Linked DNA regions of Zea mays: region 2 is linked to region 1. A link is a contact called in public Hi-C data. All regions are on one chromosome and are shown on one strand. Each heading gives the region's core, a stretch centred on a gene start, on an enhancer-like site or on the middle of the called end of the contact. The rest is flanking DNA. Distances are from core to core; before and after follow the strand shown. Region 1 holds the start of LOC100191995. Region 2 holds the start of LOC100381923.

The links. Hi-C and Micro-C count contacts between places; a contact is called where the count stands out from the background.
Region 2: a Hi-C map of ear shows a contact between it and region 1, with 3 times the contacts expected there. The contact joins the promoter of LOC100381923 here to the promoter of LOC100191995 in region 1. A contact is called at or near these places in 3 of 25 Hi-C or Micro-C datasets (ear, leaf and tassel).

Annotation. Positions count from the first base shown.
Region 1 is chr5:221,699,740-221,704,764 of Zm-B73-REFERENCE-NAM-5.0, forward strand. LOC100191995 reads right to left here and starts at 2,333. Exons shown (of 4, transcript NM_001137419.1): 1 at 2,048-2,333; 2 at 717-1,034. The coding sequence starts at 2,182. LOC100384317 (a long non-coding RNA gene) reads left to right here and starts at 3,070. Exons shown (of 3, transcript XR_002262567.2): 1 at 3,070-3,243; 2 at 3,704-3,782. LOC103627850 (protein TSS) reads right to left here. Exons shown (of 23, transcript XM_008648165.4): 23 at 5,009-5,025.
Region 2 is chr5:221,956,957-221,962,301 of Zm-B73-REFERENCE-NAM-5.0, forward strand. It overlaps LOC100381923, which reads right to left and starts at 3,760. Exons shown (of 10, transcript NM_001354380.1): 1 at 3,500-3,760; 2 at 2,747-3,164; 3 at 2,453-2,647; 4 at 2,140-2,365; 5 at 1,905-2,031; 6 at 1,710-1,805; 7 at 1,457-1,534; 8 at 911-971; 9 at 594-781; 10 at 1-401. The coding sequence starts at 3,583. The coding sequence ends at 267. LOC110991262 reads right to left here. Exons shown (of 18, transcript NM_001354381.1): 18 at 4,974-5,311.

The DNA.
Region 1 (5,025 bases), core at 1,083-3,582:
TCCCTTATAGAGTTTTTTCATATTCATTAAATTTTGGCCAGGAATATGATGGAACCAGGGCAGAGGGTGCCTTATGACTAGATGTTGTCTATCAGAATATATGGCTACAAAGTTCAGTTTATTCTAACTTCTAACTAGTCTGAAGCAGCAATAGTGATTTCACCACAAAATATAAGCAAATCCACCTACAATGTTCAACCAGACAGAATCAGGGGGCAGTGTCCAACTGGTACGGGAAGGAATGGTGGGATTGGAGCAAATTCCAGAAATGCCCTTATGGAGCAAAGGTACGCACTGGGTCTGTTTTTTTATTGTGGGGAGGGGTCACCAATTTACAAATGGGGGAATGCACATGTTAGAAGGTCTGGAAGTGGAAGGTGAATTGGATTGATTAGAAATAACATCTTTTTAGAAAATCCAGTTACACAAGAGAAGACTGGAATGAGTCTAACTAATTGCACCATGGTGTGTGTGTGTGTGCTGTAAGGGCTCTTCCCCTTTCAAGAAGGGAAAGAAAGGAGCAAGCAAAAGGTTATAGTAAAAAGTAAAAACAACAGAATGTTTTCCACAGGCTGCAGTACCACAAGCATGTAGCTACCAGTGTAAACCATATCCTTTTTAGACGCCAATGGAAACGATACAACAGGGGTTTAAGGGGTCAAGCTTGGTTATTAACAGGCAGATAATGGCTATGATGCTCAGGTTAGATAACTCACCGACATATTTTCAGATGTAGGTGTCAGAAATGAGATCCTTGCATCGCCTGAACCTTCAAAGCCTATAATGCATCCATTATACCAGCGCCCATTGTTGTGCCGGAATCTACACTTTGATCCAACTGAAAAATCATGTGACTCCAGTGGTTCTGGCTCAACATCATCTGGATCTAATGACTCAATAGCAACTTCGGGTGATTGGGATATTGATTCCTTATCTGGAAAGATCTCATCTACTTGCTTCAGTAGCCTAGAGCGCTTCAAATGGAGAAGACCCTCCTCGGCATCCTTAATCGCAGCAAGAAGCTCCTCATGAACCTTTAAACAACAACAACACAACAATAAGGAAAAATAATATCGTTAAAATCTAATAACAAAGTGGTAATGCCTCCTCTGGCACGGCTCTAGCTCCAAGATTCACCCCAGATCTGGAGTTTGTATGCTAGCATCAAGAACCTTGATACTATATTTTTTATCTAGAGTAAAAATAAAGCAGTTCAACCAAACAAACCTGGTGTACTCATGGATCCAGCACCACATAATTCTAGAGCTAGAAAAGATAACTATGTCCAACATGGCAAAAAACTGAATGCAGAAACATGAAAAAACAAATGCAGAACTCTATCAAACATTATTACGCAGGAACATCCACAACTCAGGAATGAAAAGTGCAAACACAGACATTTCTCCTACACAAATCAATGCCATGCAGTAATTATCATCAATGAATTGTATTTCAAAGAAATGAGCGAATATGTGAGATACAATCGCTCTTGCAATTTACAGAACTCACATTGATATTGTCCATAGCATTTGTTATGGAGTCAACAAATGTGTGCAAGGGTTTAAAAACATGCCGTGAATTAACAGCCAATACTATCCTCATTTCTCAACTTTTCCTGTGCATACCAAAGGTAGCCCAGCCTTATGAATTCAACAGACAAATAAAAAGCACGCAGATTGATGCCTTTACTAGAAGCAAGATCACAGAAGGGAACCCAACACATATCCTGTTTCCAGTTAATCCAATCATCATTCCAAAACATGCCGCACAATTCCAATCCCATCACCTATAAGATGGACACGCAAGCTAAGTAGCTAACCATCCACGGACCACTACATATGTAATAACAATTCCTACTCGTACTCCAGACTCCAATAGCCCTCAGCCCCTCACCCTTATGCTAATGCTATGAAATCACAGTACCCTAGAATCCCCGCACCCTAGTTACCTAGTAGTCGGTTCAGTTGCGAGGGAGTTAGCAACCAGGGGCCGCGGTAGGATAAGATTAGGAGAGGCGGGTCGATGAGATGGTGATACCGCGACGCACCTCGAGGAGGTCGGCGTTGGAGGGGTCGGCGGCGAGGGCCTCGTCGACCGCGGCGAGGGAGGACCGCTGCTCCTGCAGCTGCTGCTCCAGCTGCCGCTCAATGGCCGCCGCCTCGTCCTCGCCCTCGCCCGCCATAGGCCACCAACTGGATCGGGGCGGCGAGGCGATGGGCGAAGAATCGAGTCGAGAGGGTTCTTCCTCCTCCCAGCCTCCCAGGCTCTCGCCGCGGGCGCGGTACCGTTTCTTCCTCCTCGACCGTGACCGTGAATCCGTGATGGAAGGTGAGGTGAGAGCGTTGGGTGTTCAACAATCAACCTTGTCCTTGGAAGGCCACAGCGCTTCGGATTGTGCTGGTGCTATGATGATGGGCCGAGCCCACGAGAAAGCCAAGATATTACTAATTGCTTGATGGGCTTCAGCGGTTTTGTATTTTTTTTATTCGCGACTCGTTTTTGTGCCGTCGCCTTCTTCGAAGACATATTCTGTGCAATCACTCATTTGGTGCGAGCGTGCAACCAAACCATCCAGAGCATCCAATCTAGATCCAACGGTTTCATATGAAAGGGGTTAAAAGTAAAATAGGTACTATGTTTCAGGTGGAAGGGGTTAAATGTAAAATAACAGTCATCATTAGATCTAGATTAGATGCACCAAATCGTTTGATTGCAAACTTGCACCAATATAAGTGATTGCATAAGATATTTCCCCGCCTTCTTCGTCCACGCGAACGTGGTTGTTTTCAACAGACGCTCAATTGCCCACCATAACACCGTTTCGCTTTCTCGCTCCAACTCCCACAGAAACGGCCGCCAGCGCCGCAGGCCCGCAGCGTTGATGGCCGCCGCACCTGGCGCACCAGAGGAGCGACTCGGCGTCCTCACTCCTCAATGCCTCCGGGAGAAGACCGGAATCTCCGAGCCCAGGCACGCCCCCGTCCCCGAACCGAACTCTCCCGTATCGGTTGGATTCCTTCGATCTGATCGTGTGATTTCGTCGCTCGCTTGCTTCGTTTTCCTCAGGTCGGAGGTGCACAGGGACGGAAACTACCACCGAGCGGTGAACGTGTGGATCTACAGCGAGAGCACCGGGGAGCTGCTGCTGCAGCGCCGAGCTGATTGCGAGGAATTGTGGCCTGGGCAGTGAGACATCATTAGCGCCGGCCACATCTCCGCCGGCGATTCCTCGCACTCTCGGCAGTGAGTTCTCTGGCCTCACGATAGTGCTCTGCGCTTGAAGAGCTATCATCTGAACACCACCCTGGAGTGCGTAGAGTAGCCTGTGCACACTAAGCAGCTAGCGATGCCTAAAACACTTTAGCAGCAAGTGGAAACTGTACTCAAAGCTCTTTTATACCTTCGGGAACGCTGAGCCCTCCATGTATGACGTAACTGTTGCAAATAGCATGGCAGTTGCAATTTTGCTCTTGTTCATCCTCAGAGACATAAGACCGTGTCCAGTCAGGGGCGGATCCAGGCGATCACGCTCCGGGCCGACTTATAAGGCTTGCTTATTTTTTGAAAATCATTTATGTTGTTTATTTTATAAGGCTTGCTTCTGTTGGTCACTTACTGTATAGAAGAACGACTCTGTCTAGTTAATCCTTTTTGGTTTGGATGATGACTCATCATTGGTACTACATGTAACATGAATCATCAGGAGGGACCTTCTGGAAGATCCAGGCATCAACCATTTCAGTCGATGCTTTCGAGCTCATGTGTGTGTTTCTTCAGGAACGGTTAGTATGCTTATACCGCAATCCATTATATTCTGCAACCGATGACACCATTGTTGTCAGGATTTGTCATATCACATTTACATAACAACTTTGATCAACCTTTAGCCAAACATTGGTGGACACTTGCCTAGTACAGTTTATATAAGCATTATTATTTTATATTATCTATAAGATACTTTTTAATACATAGTAGGGTGTTTGGGACTGTTCCGCTTCATAAATTTTAGCTCCACTCCACGAATTAGTTGCCAAACACTTTGAACTCCCAACTCCATTCCGAGATTGTTTGACGTCTAGCTTGTGTGTTTCTCATTGGTTTCTAGCCCGTGTGCACAAGTAGACTAGACCTCAGAAGGTGTTCGATAATATGCCAAGGAGATGGAGAGCAGTCGCAACGAACTCGACTCACCGCCATTGTACATCCGCAGCACAAGCAGCACTATGCTTTGATTATTTTGTTGAGTATGTGCTGTCCAAACAGAGGTGCGCTGTGCGCATGGTTTAACAATCAACAGAAGAAGAAAAAAAACACAAGAAAATGAGTGTATAATAGGTAGTGTCAAATTTGATGGGTATAGTAGATATTTCATATTACTATCTGATATTTTTAAAGTTAGAGTTACTCTACAAGCTAAACGGTGCAAAAACTCTGCAAACTTCATGATGGAGCAACTCTACAATAGAATTAGTGGAGCAGAGCTAGAGCAGTCCCAAATATCCCTTTAAAAGCTATTTGTCTGTTTCATCACATTTTTATTAGAATTTCCATACATTAGAATCTACACCTTGGTAATTGGCAATGCGGATGGTATCTTATACAGTTATACGAAGCCTAAACGCAGACCCATACTCCATTTCTCCTAATATATAACTTATTTAACTTTTTTATATCAAATTTGATTGTCTTGTCTTATTCAAAATTTTAACTTGTCTTATTCAAAATTTTAAGAAAAAAATAAAAAAAATCACTAAAGTATGTTATATGGCAAACGATATCGCGGTAATGTTTAATAATAATTATGAAATTTTTTGAATAAGACGAGCCAAACTTTAGGGTAAAAAAGTCAAATGAAATATAAATAGGAATGGAGTACCATTTATCATTGTATCATTTATGGATTTATCCACAGACAAGCTCCAAGTCCAGTTGATTTTTATCACAGATCAAGTTAGGTGACAACCACAGGAATCATAGGAATCATCTAAATGAGCCAACAGAGCTAGTGTTAAAAGCGAAATTCAA
Region 2 (5,345 bases), core at 2,510-5,009, 260 kb after region 1:
TCACTGGGCAGAGACGCGTTACAAATGCCCACAGCGGCAGCCGGAAGGCGACAGGCATGGCTTGACCGCGACCAGCACGCCGCTGCTTTCTTTCAGGGAAAGGAGGACCCGACACCACTACCCATGCTGATTATTCTATCACAACGGTATCACATGCCAAGAGGCGCTCTGCAGTTTGCAACTATGGAATGGTAGCACAAAAGAGGAGGAACAAAATAAAAACGCATGGAAAGGCATTGTGATACGAGGGGAGGTATGGGTTTTGTTCACGACGAGGACGAGTTGTTGAGAACCCACTCCACCAGGGTGGAAACGCCGAACCCGGTGGCGGCCCGCTTCTTGTCGCTCCACACTGGCCCGGCCATGTCGATGTGCATCCACTGGACCTTGTCGTCGACGAACTGCAACAAGGGAGGGACACAAAAGCGGCGTTCATGCCGTTACCACTGCTCTGGAAGTCTGTCCTGTCAAAGTGTTCACTATCGTGGCGGATTCTTAATCTCTCACCACTCCAATGGTCCTATCGCTGTGATCAAATTTCATAATGTATTTAGGCGTGTCAAAAGAAAAGAAAAAAACAAACAGAAATGTACCTGTTTCAGGAACAGCGCGGCGGTAATAGAACCTCCCTGCCTGCCGCCAGTGTTGACCATATCAGCCACGCCAGACTTCATAGACTCCCAGTAGCTCTCTTCCAGCGGGAGTCTCCAGAACTTCTCGCCGGATACCTCGGAAGCAGCGGCAACCTCCTTGGCAAGCTCGTCGCTCGGCGTGAAAATTCCTATCGAAAACAAGTCTTTCAGTACGCCGCAGAAACAGATTAATCTAGCGCTCCATGTTCACAGCATGAGAAGCCAGATGGTGCAGGTGGGATTATGGGATGCATGGGCTAAACTTTCGTCGAGCTTACCGGCAATGCTAGGCCCGAGTGCGACAACGCAAGCGCCGGTCAGCGTTGCCAAATCAATAATCTGCAATTGGTAAATACAGATGAGTCAGTCAACTAACTCAACATTAGTAAGCAACATGCGGTCCACTTGTATAGCCTTCCACCAAATGATGAGTTGATGACAAAGCATCTTAAGAGCTTAATAGAGCAAATCTAAATCAAACTAACTCTGGGTAACCAATCCACTGCACCTCTAAATCGTTTTAGGTTTCTCGTTGTTTAAAGGAAAGTTTTAGGGGTCCTCGTTCAAATTCTTCAGCTTGGCTCATCATCAACACTGGTTCGTGTCACTAGATTCATCGTCATATAAATTGCTCAGTAATGATTTATGAGTGTCTCTATTTAAAACATCAAAGTGTTGTATTGTATTGGAGATCGTGTCAATGTCCTAAATGTCTTACCGAATCAGAGGGGGTGAATTGATCATTTTCCCACATGAGTGGGGCTACATTAGAAACACACTAAATGGCAGCATGTATAGAAAACTTCCAAATGAAGCTTCATTACCTTTTCAACACCTTGGTTGCAAGCATAGACCAAAGCATCAGCAAGTGTTAGCCTTCCTTCTGCGTCAGTGTTATTTACCTGAAATACGTTCAAAAAGCAAAAGTTTAGTGAAAACTAGCAGACATGGAGCAGAAGGACTATGATCTATGACTGCTAAAAGACTACATTCCGAACGAGCAGATCCCTTATAACAAAGCTTCATGAATCATGCACGTTCTGGTCATTTATAACAAGTTGGAAAAAAAAAACATACCTCAATTGTCTTCCCATTGGAAGCAGTTACAATGTCACCAGGTCTCATGCCTGTGCCACTGATCATATTTTCACAGGCAGCGACTATAAAGTGAACCTGTGAGAAGGGGAAAAAAACATAGAAATTTAACAGATAAACTAATATGGGTAAAACCTCTACATCTATACAGCTAGGCGGCTGTGAAAAATGAAGTACCTCTACTCCAGGAGGCTTGATTTGTCCCAAAGCTTTAGCTGCACCAAATACAGCTGCAGAGCCTCCCATGTCAAATTTCATCAGCTCGATGCTGCAGCCTGGCCCGGTCTTAATGTTGTAGCCACCACTGGATTCATTGGCAAACCAAGCATAAGAAAAATAACAAACGGTTCCATCTACTTGTCTACTTCTAACTTTTCATAAACCCACTAAATATGTGGCAAGTACTACAAACCTGTCAAAAGTTAAACCCTTCCCAACAATAGCCAGCTTTCTCTTGACGTTCCCATCAGTGGGTTTGTAGCACAAATGGATGAAGTGAGGAGGGTTAGCAGAAGCTGCAGCAACTCCCAAGTAGGAACCCATCTTTAGTTCTTTGCATTTCTCTACATCTAGTACTGTGGCAGTGAACACATCACTGTAAGTAGAAGCGATCTTTGACGCCTCCTCCGCAAGCACAGCTGAAAGAATGAAGGATGACAGCGATAAGTATACTGGCAACAAATTTATGAAGAACAATAAAAAAGTTTGGTGAAAAATCTACTGACCAGGGGTAAGGACATTTGCAGGAGAGTTCACAAGCTCTCTTCCGAATATCACACCCGACGAAAGATCATTAGCATACTTAAGTTTCTGATCCACCTCTGCACCAGAACCCAGTCCAATAATATCAACCTGTTTCAGGTGCACCTTTTTCGATTCAGATTTGTATCTGCTGTCCTCATACAACCCCAGCACGGTTCCTGTGATTCAGACCGGCAGAAATTTCAGCATCCATCCACTGCACTCCATAACCATGACATCAGAGAAGAAAAAGGAGCGTGTGCAAGAGAATCAAGTACCAGAAGCAACTGCTGCTGCAGCAGTCAGCTTGAACTCTTCCTGGATCCCACTGGGGGAGGCAAGAACGATTGCAGCGCTGCTAGCTTGAGCGGCCTTGGCAACAGACGCGACAGACTCGCCGAGGCCTCGGCTAGCGGCGGCGGTGGACGGGGCGCTCTGACCAAGACCGATCAGGCCCACCCTCTTGAAGCCCTGCCCCGCGAGGCGGAGGACCACCGACTGCCCCGTCTTCCCGGTGAAATCTTCCTCTGCCGCAGCCTCCGACAGGAGGCCGCCGAGCTGGCCGTCCAGCTTCTTCAAGACGGCATTCTCGAATTTGGAGTCCGCGTCCTTGGACAGATCCTTCTCCGTGACGGCGACAGCGAGAATATCGCCCTTCCACTCGGAGAATTCGATGTCTTTCGCGGAAAAGGTGACCTGGAAGAACGACAGGAGAGCACAGGTTGAAGCTCTGTCGCTTCAGGAGGATAGAAGCGACTAACTTCCCAAGGATCAAACCGATAAATCTTAGGCGAAGATGTGCGGTTTTGGAGAAGGGAAAACGCTAATTCTGATCTCGATCTAGCGCTTGTTTTAGCGCGGCGAACGTCAGCCACGATCAAGTCAACACACGACAGTATCAGCAGGTTTTGTTGGAGACGGGTTGTAGGCACACTGACAAAGCAGGCGAATCCACGAACAATTCGAAGCAGTGCTGGATGGAAGCCTCATCCAGAGGCAGGAACGCACGCGAGGTTACACAGATGACAGACCTGAGGCGGCTCGACGGCGTTGGGCTTGGTGAGTCCGAGAGCGGGTTCGGCGGCCGCGGCCGCAGCGGCGGCTGTGTGCCCCATCCGGGTGCGGTGACCGAGCGGGTGGCGGGCGAGGGACGGTAGTCTGCGCGACGACGACGACGACGACGACGCGAGTGCCGCGGGCGGCGCGCGGGACACGCTGAGGCGGCGCGGCAGGCGGCGGAGGAGCCTGAAGGCGAGCACGGCGGCGGAGGTGGTGGTGGATGCGGCGGCGGTGGCCATAGAGGCAGCGCGGAGGCTTGGTATATATCGGCCGCGGTTGCGTCCCCAGCCGTCCGATCGGGACGGCCCCTCTTGTATGCGTCAGCCACTCCGGATACGGGATGGCTGTGGCTGCCCTCCGCTCTCCACGTCGGTGCCTCCTACGTCGTGCCTCTGCCTTGTGGGACCCTATACAGCTTGGCCCACATGCCAGTGAATGGTTTCTTTGCCTACGAGCTTGTCGTTGGAGAGGACGGGAGGCGTGTGCTCGTCGGAGCATAGCGTGCACCTCGAGGAGTCCTGCTCAGAAAAACAAAGAGTGTAACAGTCTGTACATTTTTCAGAGTTCTGGATCGGATCAGGATCAGGTTTTTATTGGGTTTGTTTTACGGAGAAGCGCGACGACGTAGGAATGGGATCGTCAACGATGGGTGCCAACTGCGGCCGGACGACGGCGAGGAACGCCGCCGGCCCCTATAGCCTACATCGCCTTATGATGAGGAGACACTAAAACTGTTCTCTAAACATAAAGCATAAGAGATAACTAAAGGGGTGTTCGAATGTACTATAACTAATAGTTAATAATTAGTTAGCTAAAAATTATTAGTAAGATTAGCTAGCTAACAGCCTAACAAATAGCTACCTGACTATTAACTAATTTATCAAAAAATAGCTAATAGCTGAACTATTAGCTCTAGTGCATTCAAACACCCCCTAAGACTATATTTAGAAGCACCCAGTTTTTAAGAAACTAGTTTATAGAAATTAAATTGGTTTCAAATATACCAGTTTATAACTCAGTTTATAGAAATTAGATTATCAGTTTCTTAAAAACCAAGAAGCTGACCTCTCCTAGCTTAAAAAATAAAATTGGTTTCTTAAAAACTGGGTTGCTTCTAATCAGGGGCTAAAATACTCTATTATATAATTGAGTGTCTATAAATATAGTATATTAATAAATACATAAGTAAATACGTCTGTACAACATCGAATTGATAGAACAGACGAATTCATACAATGGGAAGTGACGTCGTCTGTCTATTGCTACTTGTGTTACGAGACAGAGACGTCACTTCACGGAGAGACGACTCTACATTTTTTTGCAGATATCTCATTTAAACACCTCAAAAGACTCTACATTAAACACAACTGTACATGCTCTTAGCCATATCAGCTCCTACCGTCATCCAAACGCCCATCGTAGTAGAAATGGAGATTGGAGAATGTACTCGCAAGATTACAGATTTGCTATAGCAAGTGGCAGTAACAGGTGAATTCCCCAAGATAAATCGAGAGCTAAACGAGTTTGCAGAACCTTTCTTTACAACAGCAATAGACCTGAAACTGCTATGTACAGTATTGCTTCTCGCTAATTAGGTGAACTGTTACATTAGGACTAACACAACATTACTTCTCCCTAACTTCCTGACAAACCAAAGAGACTGCAGCTCCCTTCGTGAGCTAGCTGTGGAACCTTTCTTTACAGAAGCAACAGATCTGAAACTGCTATGTACATCGAGTGAACTGTTATATTAGGACTACACATCATTACTTCTCCCTAGCTTCCTGAAAGCCCAAAAAACAAACAAACTGTAAGACA